Linked DNA regions of Mus musculus: regions 2 and 3 are each linked to region 1. A link is a contact called in public HiChIP or PLAC-seq and Micro-C data. All regions are on one chromosome and are shown on one strand. Each heading gives the region's core, a stretch centred on a gene start, on an enhancer-like site or on the middle of the called end of the contact. The rest is flanking DNA. Distances are from core to core; before and after follow the strand shown.

Region 1 (4,390 bases), core at 1,249-3,748:
AAACAGTTTGACAAGCGTTTTGTAGCTCACAGTTCTTTTTTAAACCGATTCTCAACACACTTTACATCTAACATAATTAAAGTGTTGGGTTAGAAAAATATAAAAGAGAATTGCCCCAATTGAGGTTATACCAATGCCAAAGTTTCGGCTATGCACATGCCCGTACACATCTGCTGGATAAAGATCAAATTGTGTTATAGTCAAGAAGTTTTAAAACCCCTGGAGGTAGAGATGTTAAAAGGCAACTGGTTAAGCATTTATTACAACTGACCTTGAGTGATTTTTATAGAAAAGATGACTTGGGGAATAGAAAGCTTCATAAAAATTACAAAAGCACTTCTTTCTTCCAATGTGCAAGATACACATTCTTGCAAGGAGAAATTAAACCAAAGCAAAGTGCTTCAAGAGAATTAGATATAATTAGGTTTGACTGTATTAATACTGTATTCCAAAGAGCACAGAGGCTCTCCCAAGCCTCCCTTCTCCTTGGTGCCTCCCATTCAGGACACTAGTCCCCTTTTCCATTGTGCATTGCTTGCCTGCGCTTGCATCCCCATGCCACAGACACATAGCATGTGCACAAATGTGTGTGCATACAAGTATTAGACGTCACTGTCCTTTCTATACCATCTGTGTAAGATGCTGTCTAGTTCCCCTTCCTAGTGAGACAAGCATCTGATTTGGTGTGGGAACAATTAAAACTATGATTACCCTATTCTCAAAGCACCCAAATGTCCCAAATTAAAAATCTAAATAGCAATCTTTCACATTCACAGAGCACTAACATCCAGGGTTTGTGTGTTTTAAACAAGCTAAGAATGCATTAATTTTATAACCCATTCAACATATAATTAATTCTACAAAGGAATGAAAATCTTCCTGGGAGGAGGGCGTAAGGGAAATGAAGTGAATGGCCCTTTAGTGTTTTCACTGTGTGAAAGGCATTGTGGACACACAAATCCCACACCAGCAGCATCAACAAATAAAAGCTGCATGCATGCTCGCCTCACACCACCAAGGAAAATACTTGTCCATTTGCACACCACGGCATTTCAGCCCGGGCTCCTGCAAAACCTGGGGTTTGGTCATATTGTGTAAACACGCATGTGTGTCTGGTGTGTCAGGGAGAGGTGGGAAGCATAAGGGGTGGGACTCGCCAAAAGCAGCTATTTAAAACAATCCCTTTCTCTCCCATTCATTCTCTCTAGCTTCAGTGTCTGGCGTGGTCCTTAGATGCTGGCTGGCTTTTCATTAAGACAACTGACAAAGCTCTTAGAACTTCCCATGGTGTTATTTTTTTTTCCACACACTTTAAAAAGAACATCAAAATCATTCAATATATGTTTTGTATCTTTTTTTTTAAAGAAAGAAAATCATTGGCCTATTTCCTCATGCCAAAGACCCCCTAGGTATCAGGCTAAATATGCTCCTTTGTTATATGTCCAAAAATATCGCCACCACATGGTATTGGAAAAACTGGAAAATAAATTATTCGTATTCCAAGAATGTCACAGCTATTATCGTTAATTTGTTTTACCTCAGCGAGTCCGATTTCACACTCTTCTCACTGAGTCCTACATGCTTCGCCCTTTCTCCCAGAACACTCCATTAATAAATCTAAAGGGCTGAAAAGAGGCCGCCAAGCGCCCTTCATGCACAATGGTACTCCCGGAGCCTGAGACATCTCCAACCACGGGAAAGTTAACGATCCAGCAAGATGCCCACCCTAAATCGCCCCGGAAAGAGAGGTGACAGAGGGGCAGCGGGAGCGCAACCTCTCCTTTCCCCACCTCCAGAGAAAGGGAGGGCATGACAAGAGAGCTGAGTAGGAAGGTGGGCGAGTGGGAGCGACCGAAATGGGTGCTGAGGGGGTGGGCGTAATGGGAAGGTGGAGAGCACGGGGAAGGTGGGGAGCTCAGCCCGGGGTTCAAGAGCGAGGCGGGGTTCGAGAGTGAGGCGGACGCGGCGGCCGGGGCTCAGGGCGCGAGGGGGCCGGTCCTCACCGTTGAACGCCCCTGCTTCCGCGGCCTCCTCCTCCTCGCCGTTCTCGGAGTCGGAGCGCATGGGCTCCTCGGCGAAGTTGACACCCTTACTGGGGATGCCGCCCCCGGCGGCTGCGCCCGCGTCCCCCCAGGTCCTGCCCTCATGGCCGAAGCGCGCGGCGCCCTTGCGCTCGTTCTCCTGCTGCAGCCGCGTGAAGTGCTGCAGCGCGAACTCCAGCAGGTCGGCGGGCTGGTGCCTCAGCACCTCCACCGTGAAGCCCTGCAGCAGCTCCGTGAGCCCCGCGGGGATCTCGATGCTCATCCTGCCCGTGCACGCCGAGGCGCCTGGACGCCGCCCTCGCCCCCTATCCGCGGTCCGGTCTCGGGCTGCGCGGCTCCCGAGCGAGCGCCCCGGGCGCTACCGGCTGCGAGCGCGGCGCACTGGGCCCCCGGCGAGGCTGCTCCGTGCGGCGGCAGCAGCAGAGCGAGCACAGCCCGGGGAGGGTTGGCAGCATCTCCAGCTCCTCCCGCTCCTGCTCCCGCCGCCGCTGCGCCGCCCCCCGCCCGGCGCCCCGCCTCCGCCCGCGCGCCCACGTGATCCCCGGAAACCATGGCAACCCGGCGGGCGGGAGCACTGCCGCCTCTCAAGTGGCCCCAGGGTGGAGGCAGCCTGAGCCTGGGGCGTGGGGCTGAGGCCGCGCGCTCCACCTGAGCTCCCTGAGCGAATCCCACGCACCTTTCTCCCTGTCCCACGCAGAGTTGGTGCGGCGCAATTCCTGCTGAAACTTCAGCCTCCACCTTGGTGGCTTTTCCTTTTCCTAGAATCCAACCCCAAGAGAAACGTGCGTGGTGTCTTTTGTTAGTCGCACAGCCCTACTGGTTCTCTTCTGGATAAAAGAGATGCTGCCACTTGTCTGTCACAAAATTTTCTTTAATTCCGCCTTTTAGCCTCGTGGCTGTGATGGTTTGCCTTACAGATGCTCTGCCACACTCTGCTTAGTACATTTCCTACTGGTTACTGAGACAAAGGCCGCATTTATTGTGTAGCACTTAACAAAGTTAGTTGATCCTTCAAGACAGGATACAGGGTAGTCAGGGCAGCTGGACAGACAACTAAGGGTGTGTTACCTGATTAGCCTCTTGTTGCTTATTTTTAAAACCTTTCCTGACACTTTGCGTCACTTCAATTAAATCTCCAAAATTTGAATATAGCAATAAAAAGGAAAAGAGAACTACACATTTGTGCTTTTTAAAGAAAACCCTTGTCTTTAAAACGAGCCTATTCTGAGAATTTTGAAACAGAAAAATTTATCTTTTGCCAAATTAAACGCTGTATAAATATGCATACTTTATTTTCTACGATGCCCATTTCATTGTAAAGCAGTCCAAGTGCAAACTCACTTGAGTTTTATTTTATTCTTAAGTTTTATTTATTTATTGAGTTTTATTTTATTTCCTTAGTTGTTCTCACTTACCTTTCTGCCCACACATAAGGAAAATATGTGACTCACGAAACCCAAAACCTAGAAATCAAAAATATCATTTCGTTTTATTTTTTAAAAATTGCTTCTTACCCATTTGTTTACAATGTTTATTTATCTTTTTTTTTCATAAGGGAATTCATTTCTCAAGTTCAGTTTCTTAACCTCATAATAATAATACTGGTGTGTGTTTTTTTTAAAATAACATACTTCTAAATTGTAATTGTGTGGTGTATAAGAAATAAACTCAGAAAAATGTGGTCTTCACATGAGGCCATATGGAACACAGTATTAGTCAAGTTCTCTACCGAAATGTTTTGCAGATCCAATAATCTAAGATGTATTTCTATCATGTTTCTCCCTACTGCTCAGCAGAAAATGCAAAGAATACTAGTTAAGATGGGATTTTATCGTTGCGGTCCTCAATGTCGATCAAGAATCCTCGCTCATTCAAGCTCATTGCTGTGTAATTCTGGCTTTGTGGCTCCTCCACCTCCAGTCATTTCCTCTAAGTCAGCTAACAGGAAAGTGGGGAAGAGAAAGGAGCCTCCTTCCGGCAGCAAACACTCATCTTTTCTTTTGGCTACAACTTCTGACCACATACATTTTATTTTCTGAAAGTGAGTAATGGTACCTCCCAGCCCATGTGCTCTTCCACAGAACAACTTTACCATTCCTAAGCCCGGAGTGCAACGCAAGGGGGATTGTGACTGCTTTGGCCAGTGGTGCATTTAGAAGTCACTCTAGCCCTCTGGTAGGTGCCTGACCAAAGTTCTGATCCATGGAGTTGGTGAACCCTTAAAAACAGGAGGAGGTATGTGTTAGCCTTGAAATTTTGGTAGTTTGTTGCACAGCAATAGCAATTAAATGCTACAATGGAGAAATTTGGGGAAAATATTCTTTATTTTGAGCAGTTATGTACAAGCA
Region 2 (4,297 bases), core at 1,402-3,901, 43 kb after region 1:
ATATTCAATTCCCAGCACCCACATGGCAGCTCACAACTGTCTGTAACTCCAGTTCCAGAGGATGACACACAGACACATGTAAAGCAATGCGAATAAAACACCAGTGCAGATTAAATAAATAAATAAATAAATAAAAATGAAAATGATGTTTAGTTTACTCATACCCTGATTCAAAGATAATATATAAAATTATATGTCTATAGAAAGCATGAGAAAACATGTACCTAAATTTCCAAGTAAAGAAGAACCTCTCTCAGATACCTAGTCAAATACTGCAGGGGCCACTCACTCACTACCACTACACAAGCGATCATTTTTAGGCTCAGAATTCAGAGATCCTAAATCCTGGGCTTAAGCCTAAACTAAAGTGCAAACAACTTTTACAAGCCCCAGTAATCTCCCACTCTGCTGTGGAACAGTTACCTGCTTCATCCAACAGCTGCCAGGACCACTCCCTACCTCTCCTCTGGGGCCCGCTCCGAGTCTCTGAAAATAAGTTTACAGACACAGCTTGAAATCTCAAATCCCAGGTTTGTGCCTTGAGTGCACGCAGCGAAACTGAAGATCACAGTGAGGGTGGAAGAGCCCAGGTCAACCTCTGGCACGTTGATTTTATGTTTCATCCCCTGTGACTACCTGGGGAGAGGAGGGAGGGCAGTCACCAGAACCCCGGCAAAACGCTAGCACTTTAGGTGCTGTGACTTAGATGGACAGAAGCTGAGATGCAGGGCAGAGGAGTCTCTGCTACAAAAGATGAAATACATTTGCCTCCCAAAGGTAACTTGTAAAGAGAGTTGGAGATATCCATCAGTGTTTCCCCAAACTGAGCCCATTTCTCAGCTATGATAGATGTTAGATAGCTGGTTGCTGGAATGTCTCACACCAGCACAGAGTCATAGTCAAGCTAGGAGGGCTGTTAGAGAGGATTGTTTTTTTTAAACTATAATGCCCTGTGGTCATCTCAGAGAGATCAGACTCTACCAGGTGGCTCTCCGGGTGATTCCTATACTCTGGTTTCTGTGTGGACAATCTTTGGTGAGACTTGCCTTACCCAGCTCCAAAGAAATTTTGTTTAGTAGGGTTGGTACTGCTTTTTTCCCCCTTCCCTTATACCAGAGATCAAATCCTAGGGCTTAGTACATGGTAGGCAAACACACTACCACTGAGCTGTATCCCGAGCCAGGCTGGTCTTGAACTTGCATGCTCTTGTCCCATCATTCCATATGCTTAGGGCTATAAGTATGTACTTCCAGGCCTGGCTCCAACTCTCCGTATCATCCAACCAATCTCAGCTGATGCTGACACAGGCGCATCTCTGGCCCATGTGTGACTACTGTATAGTGCTTGCGTCTCCATACTACTTACATCTCCAGGGTTTTAACCTTACCACTCACCTCTAATTCTCAATACACCTGCTTTCCTGGGCCTTGTCGCTGAGGCTCTTTACCCCAAGAGTTGTAATTGTGCTTCTGAAACACAGCCAAGGTCTTCACTTGTCACTTGTGCTGGATCGCTCCGGGATAGTCAATGAAGTCCAGACGGCAACCGTACAGTACAAAGATTGTATCAGGACTTCTCCACCTCGTGCTTCTGACCACAAATCCTGAAGTCATGCTCCAAAGAGCAAGAGTACCAAAAACAACACTGTCACCAACCTTAAAATGTAGTATGAGGATTGCTTTGTAGAGTCACAGTTAACTCGTTGCCTACCACCTATTTGAAAGTATTTTTTTTTTTCAGCTACACCTAAAGATAACTAGCTCTCTAAACCTTTCATTTGCACATTGCTGTTTGAAGGTGTGTCCTTATTATTTTACCAACTGTGTTTTTGTTTTGTTTTGTTTTTTAAGCCACTGCTCAAGTTAATGTCACTGACAGATGGTAAGTTCGTGTGTTCTGTGATTTGAGCTGTCAAGAGAAGTGTTAAGTGCACTTGTGTCCAACTCAGATTCCACCCGTGCATACGTGGTGGTTTCTCCAGGCTCCTGGAACGCTGGATGCTTACGACAATCATCGTAGCTCCATCCAGGCGGGAAAAGTGAGTAGGCTTTGGGGTGAATGAACCTCGTTCAGACTCCAGCTATTCTTCTTATCGGCTGGGCAGTAACTTAGTCCTTCAGAGCCTTAGGTTTTTGTTTGTTTGTCTGTTTTCCTTCAGAAAGTGAAATTATGATACCCCCCTCCAAGACCTGCTTTGGCAATGATTAAGTGAAATAGAGAAGCAGTTATCCTATGGGCAAAGTACTCAGTAAACATTGCTTCCCTCTTTTTATTTAATAGATAATTTGAACGTTGGGAGTGTGAGTGTGAACATTTTTTAAACTCAGCTACAAGAAAGTATGAGAAAGAAAGAAAAATCTTTCTAGAAAAGAGTGTTTTACTAACCCTGAGGAGGTCACTCACCTAAGGGTGACTGGGTTATAGGGAACCAGTTATCAGGAGGGGCTGGGCAGGGGGCACTCTGAGTGCTGGCTGGGAGCCAGGCAGGAGAGCTAAGGTAAAGGCCAAGGCCAAAGCCAAGGCCAAGGCCAAGGAAAAGGCCCAGGGTGAAGCCAAGGAGATGAGAAAGAGCCAAGAAGGGGTGTATGCCAGGGTTCCAACGTCAGCACTGAGCAATAGCAGGAGTCCTCTGACAGCCTGGAGGACGATAAGAGGAGGCCAAGGGTGAGCATGGGGGTGGAGGAGAAGATAAGGAGAAGAAGGCTGCATTGGAAGGGTGGTGGATCCTGGCCAGACAGCCATCTCAGAAGCCAGACCCTAGGCCAACATGGTCATGAGACAGTTATTGCCTGCTGCGGTCATGAGACAGTTATTGCCTGCTGCGTTCAGAGTCATTCTTGTCTTCCTATATGACGGGCTAAGATTTCGTTCCTATATTATTTCTTGTCGCTTAAAAAACAAAACAAAACAAAACACCAAGTGCCAATGTGTTCTTTTATTTATTTAGATACTAGTCTAGGAAGAGTGGAATAAATTAACTCTGAAATCTCAACCATAAAACACAACAAAAGCGTGTTGTAAGTTCCTGTCACGGTCCTCTGTAAGTCTGAGAGGATACATGGGGAGAGGGGCTTCTACTTCAGGTCATCGGGGCCAGGTTCCTCTTATCAGATGGCCCCTCTGTCCCCAAACAGGGATTCTTAAGTTGACTTCTGTTTTCTTGAGACTGAAGTCTCATTATGCCATTCAGTGTAACCTGAACTCACTTTGTAGCCCAGGAGAGTTTCAAACTAACAGCAATTTCTCCTGCCTCTGCCTCCTAAGTTCTGAGATTACAGGCATAAACCACTGTCCCTGGCCTGCTCTCTCTCTCTCTCTCTCTCTCTCTCTCTCTCTCTCTCTCTCTCTCATTCTTCCCATTTTGCTGTGCACTCCTTTGGGCAATTCAGTGATATTTCATATGTGTTTACTCAGCAGAAGAGCTTCAGCTGAGTAGTGAAACACGGCATACAAAGAAGGCCATTTAGAAGTTTTATACTGTTAAAATGATAAAATACAAATTATCCTTTTTTAAATTTATTTATTAGGATGTCGGACAGATGTGATTGCTGGTATGCAAGGAACCATTGAGACACACGAGGGAACACCCCAGCAGACATGTTAACATAGCAGGCAGAGTATAGAGGAGCTGAGTTCTGACAGACAGAGTGCTCAGACCGACACTGGGCAGTAATTCTAGGCTCTTTTTAATTGAGAGAGAAACAAATTTGTTATCTTGCTCTGAGCCATTGTTACTTAAGGAGTTTTGTCTTTCTTACTGCTGAACCTAATTCTAAATCATACATAGATTTGGGACTTTGAATAGGAACCAGGTCATGACAGGTTAATCTAATTGACATGGAGTCAATAACAAACTGGAGGTACCTTTGATCGGCTCAAGAAAGATGGAAACAATGCAGTCATTCTCTGTAAAACAAGGTGGGGTGACAAGCATTTTTTAAACCCCCCCTGTGGATCTGGAAATAATTTGAGGCTAAAGGAAAACCTGTGTTTGTTTTTGTATACATGGGTCTGACCTGGACGGCTTGTAAATGGTTCCCTTCCCACACTTCTAGGTTTTATTTAGGTTAGAGTGCTGGACCTGCTTATAAACACTGCTCTGAGCTTTTAGAGGCAGCAGAAGCCAGGGCCCAGCCTCCTCCATGACAGTTCCACGCCAGGGAGTTCAAAGCCTTAGGGGAATGTCAATGTCCAGGACACTAAGCCTGAAGTCTCCACCACAGTCACTTTATGATTTTAGGTGGGGCTCATGGGGAGTGAAGCACTCAAAACTAAACATGCTACCTGGTAACTTGTG
Region 3 (4,260 bases), core at 1,535-4,034, 43 kb before region 1:
AGATCACTTCTTCCTGAACCACAAAGTCGTCTTACATGGTTCACATACCGGGGAAAGTCACTTCTTTACAATGTACTCCTGCCGACTGAAACCCTGCTTTTCCATCAAAGCTATAACCAAATGCCACATAAGCCCTGACACTCACTTTCCACTAAAGAAACAATCAGTTCGAATTACATCCGCCTCCTGCATAGAAACAGAAGGCACTGTATGCATATCTCATTTTACACAGGGCATGAATCCTAAACACAACACACACAGGAAAGTGTTACTAATCAGCATTATCCTCATAAATCCCACAGGGATCCATGGATGGAGTCAGATACACAGGTTCTCAAAGCCCATCCATCACATCCCTGACTGCCGTTCCCCCAGGAGCAGTCACCACTGCCTCCCTCTAAAAGCTTGCAGAAGAGGAGGTGCGGCTCCTTCTGGCAGTGGTTACTGCCGTGACTCATGGGCCTGTGGCAGGTTGTATCCCATACCATATGGAGAGAGCAACCTCAAGCAAGAAGTAGGGAAATCCCCTAGCATTCAAGTCAGTGCCTTTAAAGCCTAGAACAGCTGCACTCGAGAGCGGGCCAGCAAGCCTACAGGGATGGCAGGTTCCTGGCTCCCTCGCCCATGGTAGAACACAGACACACTGAGTGTGTACCTGGTTCCTGTTCACACTATGTAGGTGGACCCCTAAGCTTCACCTTCCTTAACATAACAGTTTAGAAACCCCATGCAGCTAACAGCATCTTGTAAGCAATAAATACTAAATGATTGTTCATTTAACTAGAATGACAGCAGAATAACCAATAAGATTATAAAGCACTGTTTTTGTAATTATGAAAATATAATCATTCCACACAATTACCTTTCTTTGCAGGAAGCAACAGTCCTCTTACAAAGTGGGAGGTGCTTTCAACTAAAAGAAAAAAAAACCACCCCCCATCTAATTTTAAAGTATAATTATTTTATTTTGTATATTGTGAAAAAACCAAGTGGTTGTTTGATTAAGAAAATAACATTACAAATACAGTCTAAGGGGGCTGGAGAGATGGCTCAGTAGTTAACAGTGTGTGCCGCTTTTCCAGAGGACCTAGGTTTCATCTTAGCACTCACAACAGGCAGCTTGTACCTGCCTACAACTCCAATTGTAAGAGCTATGACGGCCTGTTCTGACCTCTGAGTGTACCTGTACACACATAGTGTGCAGAGAGAGAGAGAGAGAGAGAGAGAGAGAGAGAGAGAGAGAGAGAGAATGAAAGAAAGTCTTTTTTAAAACAGCTAAACAAATGCAAAAAAGGGGGGGCTTTTAAGACAAGAGGCTGACCTTGCACCCCAACTGTATCTCTTTAAAGCCACTGACATAAAGTAAAGTATTATTTCTTCTCTGCAAACTCTTCCGTCAGCAGTTGGGTGAACTGATAGGCAAGATAATGGGCCTATTCTTTTAAAGAACAGTGACATCTGTGCCATACTGTTATTTCTTGTCATTCTTCACGAAGCAATATTCTACTATAAATAACAGTGTTTCTCAACAGAAAAGGACACACATCCAAATGGGCCACCTGCCGCCACATCGGCAAGTGGTGAAACAGGTGGAGCAAGCATCTAGATACCAGGAGCTCTGGATTGGCCAGTGTCTCTCATTTTAAGTGTTTAAGACAGTGGCAAAGACCGATTGACAGAGGGCTTCTTCGAGGCAGCCACTTTAACCTAAGAAGCAGCTAGCAGACATGAGTCTAATAATCCTAGCTGGGTCAACCAAAGTTAGCCACAGATACAGTCAAGAATTTCTAGGCCCACCCAGGCTATAATGAACCCTAAGACAAATGAGGCAACCCTAACCCCTGATGACTGAGCTAATCGGAACCTTTTTCTGGGGCTTCTTATGGTTTGCAGGTAGCCAGGCTCTACGTTCTGGAGAGACTGAAGCTTCTCCTGCTTGTAGAGCATAAGACAGACTAAGTGAGAGACATGCACGCGTGTGAGAGCATGCACTCGAATTTGCGTGCACGTGTGCACACACACACACACACTCACGCTCAACACACACTGAACCACACCACTTGCTATAGAGTTAATCAAGTTAAAAGACATTCATCCTAGCCTCTTCCCTGGCCCCTTTCTAAAGCCTAACAGGATCTATCTACCTTGTCTTTCCTGCTGGCTAGGTAAAGAGACTTCAATACAACTGATAAAATCTAAACTGCCCATAAAATTGGTGCTTGTTTTCCCAAAGACGGCTCAAACAAGGATGTTAAAAACAGAGAACCTTATTTACACAGGGCCAGGATGTTTGTGGCCAGTACTCCTTTCATCCCTAAGTCTAAACAACACACCTCATGAAACCATCTTATAATTCCATGTTTATCTTTCAGATAAGAGAAATAAGGAAAACAGCCATTTATTTTTACATACTATTTAAACTTTACTTTGTCATAAATGGCACCCCTTGAGCAATATAAACCAGAGAGACACAGAATTATGTGCACAGCGACTACCGAGACATCTAATCAGGGCTCTCTCAAGGAGCACTGACATCCATGCGTCCGGTGTGAACTGTCCTTTTCCACAGCTGATGAGGCCACCCATCAGTCCTGTCCCTCCCCACGGGAGCTTGTGTTTGAGTAACTTTGCCAACTTCCAAGTCACTCTGACTCATCCGTAATGATCTCTGTGACAACAGTCAGGGAGCCAGTTTTACTCCCTGCTAGGGAGCTCTTCAGGCTACTAAGGGAAGTGTGTCTCCCCACCCACTACTGACAGACTGTCAACTGCCAACTTTCACAACATCCTGTGCTCCAGACCATAGAGCAGTGCCTTCAAGTCACCATCCTAAGCCTAGCGGCCTCACTAACTCTATCTTGCCTTCCGGGTGCATCCTTTTCTGCAAGTCATGTCTTCCTGCAGTCCCCCTGCACTCACCCGATCTGCAAGTGTCCTGGGCAAGAATCAAAACGACTCCATACAACAGCAAGTTTCTATTTTGTTTTCTTTCACCCCCAAGACAAGAAGGTCTTACTGAATCGGCCAATAGGTCACACTGGCTCCAAACTTAGGACTCTCTCCTTCTTCCATCTCCTGAGTGCTACTGGTGCTGTCACCCCACCACATCCAGTGACAGGAATGTTCTAATTGCTGATAATGATCAATCAGACCACAGTGTGACCAAGACTGCTCAGCTATGTGTTTCCTGCCCTGCATTTTCTCCTTTCCTCCTGAGGAGTGAGCTTTTTCCACCATCCCTGAAGACAACTCTCAGATCTACCTTCCCAGTGGCAGCCACATGGAAGAGAAATCACTCCGATTCACCAAGATTTTCCCTGTTCTGGTTTGTTTTGAAGGAGACAAGCAGCCAGACCTCAGAACCGCAACTGGCCTCTGTACCCTCCTCCATCCTGGGATCTCAGCAATGTTTGCACACTACTAACCAATATGAATTAGAGTCTCATCTATAAAGTAAGGAGCCGCCCTTGGGAATATCCAGTGTTGACAGGACTTTGGTATACAGTGCAAAACTGTGTCAACAGTAAGTCTGACTCTCAGTCTTGTCCCTGCCACTGGTTGCTAGGTAACCAAGGCAAAGAACTGGCCAGTGACTCTGTTTATCTTTAATACTAGAAAAGTGCCTGGTATACAGAGTTTCTTTAAAGAATAATCAATAACACAACAACACAAATCCACGTAAATCAATAACACAAAGCCACTTAGGAAAGTTCTTGTCTCAAGTTAACACCCAGTAAGTGATTTAACTATTACGTACTTGAAGTATTTCCCTGTGGAATGCTGCGCTGGTTTTGTTTGTTTTCTTTTGTTTAGTTTTTGAGACAGGGTTTCTCTGGGTAGCCCTAGCTGTCCTGGAACTCGCTTTGTAGACCAGGCTGGCTTTGAACTCAGACACAGCCTGTCTGTTTCAGGAGTGATGGGACTAAAGGTGTGCACTACCATGTCCAGCTGGAATGCCAGGCTTTAGTTATATTATAAGTCTGTATACAGAGTGGGCTCAAAGCATGGAACCCATGTATTTATGTTTTCATTATAAATTATCCTTCCCTCATGCCACACTATAATAGTGTTTTCAAGATTTAAAAAAAAAAAAAGCAGAAGTAAGAGGATAGAATACATTTGAGTCCTTAGACCTTGTCAGGTCCAAAAGGGACACAATGCTATCCCTGGTGCCTACTAGCTACCAAAGCATCCTAAATACCGGTTAGAGAGCTCATGTTGCTATCCTAACTCTCCTAATTCGGCCTCCTACCCTAACCT

The links. Hi-C and Micro-C count contacts between places; a contact is called where the count stands out from the background. HiChIP or PLAC-seq counts read pairs in DNA pulled down with a chosen protein or histone mark.
Region 2: a Micro-C map of granulosa cells shows a contact between it and region 1, with 2.6 times the contacts expected there. The contact joins the enhancer-like site here to the promoter of Prkar2b in region 1. A contact is called at or near these places in 4 of 39 promoter capture datasets (the 3T3-L1 cell line, 3T3-L1-derived adipocytes, the HPC-7 cell line and 1 more), 2 of 15 datasets of contacts at CTCF or cohesin (the G1E-ER4 cell line and the NIH/3T3 cell line), 36 of 484 Hi-C or Micro-C datasets (3T3-L1-derived adipocytes, the Ba/F3 cell line, the C2C12 cell line and 26 more), 12 of 115 datasets of contacts at active chromatin or transcription factors (the 230-238 cell line, the HPC-7 cell line, bone marrow-derived dendritic cells and 7 more) and 2 of 9 other capture datasets (adipose tissue and liver).
Region 3: an HNF4G HiChIP or PLAC-seq map of pancreatic cancer cells shows a contact between it and region 1. The contact joins the enhancer-like site here to the promoter of Prkar2b in region 1. A contact is called at or near these places in 6 of 39 promoter capture datasets (the HPC-7 cell line, hematopoietic stem and progenitor cells, hippocampal neurons and 2 more), 1 of 15 datasets of contacts at CTCF or cohesin (the NIH/3T3 cell line), 27 of 484 Hi-C or Micro-C datasets (the 3T3-L1 cell line, the AML12 cell line, the C2C12 cell line and 21 more), 12 of 115 datasets of contacts at active chromatin or transcription factors (the 230-238 cell line, the HPC-7 cell line, T-cell acute lymphoblastic leukemia and 8 more) and 5 of 9 other capture datasets (adipose tissue, bone marrow-derived macrophages, liver and 2 more).

Annotation. Positions count from the first base shown.
Region 1 is chr12:32,058,779-32,063,168 of GRCm38.p6, forward strand. Prkar2b (protein kinase, cAMP dependent regulatory, type II beta) reads right to left here and starts at 2,499. Exons shown (of 11, transcript NM_011158.4): 1 at 2,004-2,499. The coding sequence starts at 2,304. Gm51992 (a long non-coding RNA gene) reads right to left here. Exons shown (of 3, transcript XR_003950224.1): 2 at 4,135-4,260; 3 at 3,441-3,505.
Region 2 is chr12:32,101,995-32,106,291 of GRCm38.p6, forward strand. It overlaps 5430401H09Rik (a long non-coding RNA gene), which reads right to left. Exons shown (of 7, transcript XR_872651.3): 5 at 1,395-1,614; 6 at 424-486. Among named protein-coding and RNA genes, the nearest start is that of Gm51991, 6.8 kb to the right of the region's middle. Within about 2 kb of position 2,652, at least 43 of the 459 cell types and tissues checked have an H3K27ac peak or open chromatin away from gene starts, as enhancers often do. A contact at or near this core is called in the G1E-ER4 cell line, the HPC-7 cell line, Sertoli cells and 9 more, where this site is marked.
Region 3 is chr12:32,015,082-32,019,341 of GRCm38.p6, forward strand. All of the region lies in intron 2 of Prkar2b (protein kinase, cAMP dependent regulatory, type II beta), which reads right to left. Among named protein-coding and RNA genes, the nearest start is that of Prkar2b, 44 kb to the right of the region's middle. Within about 2 kb of position 2,785, at least 159 of the 459 cell types and tissues checked have an H3K27ac peak or open chromatin away from gene starts, as enhancers often do. A contact at or near this core is called in the AML12 cell line, the C2C12 cell line, CD8 T cells and 20 more, where this site is marked.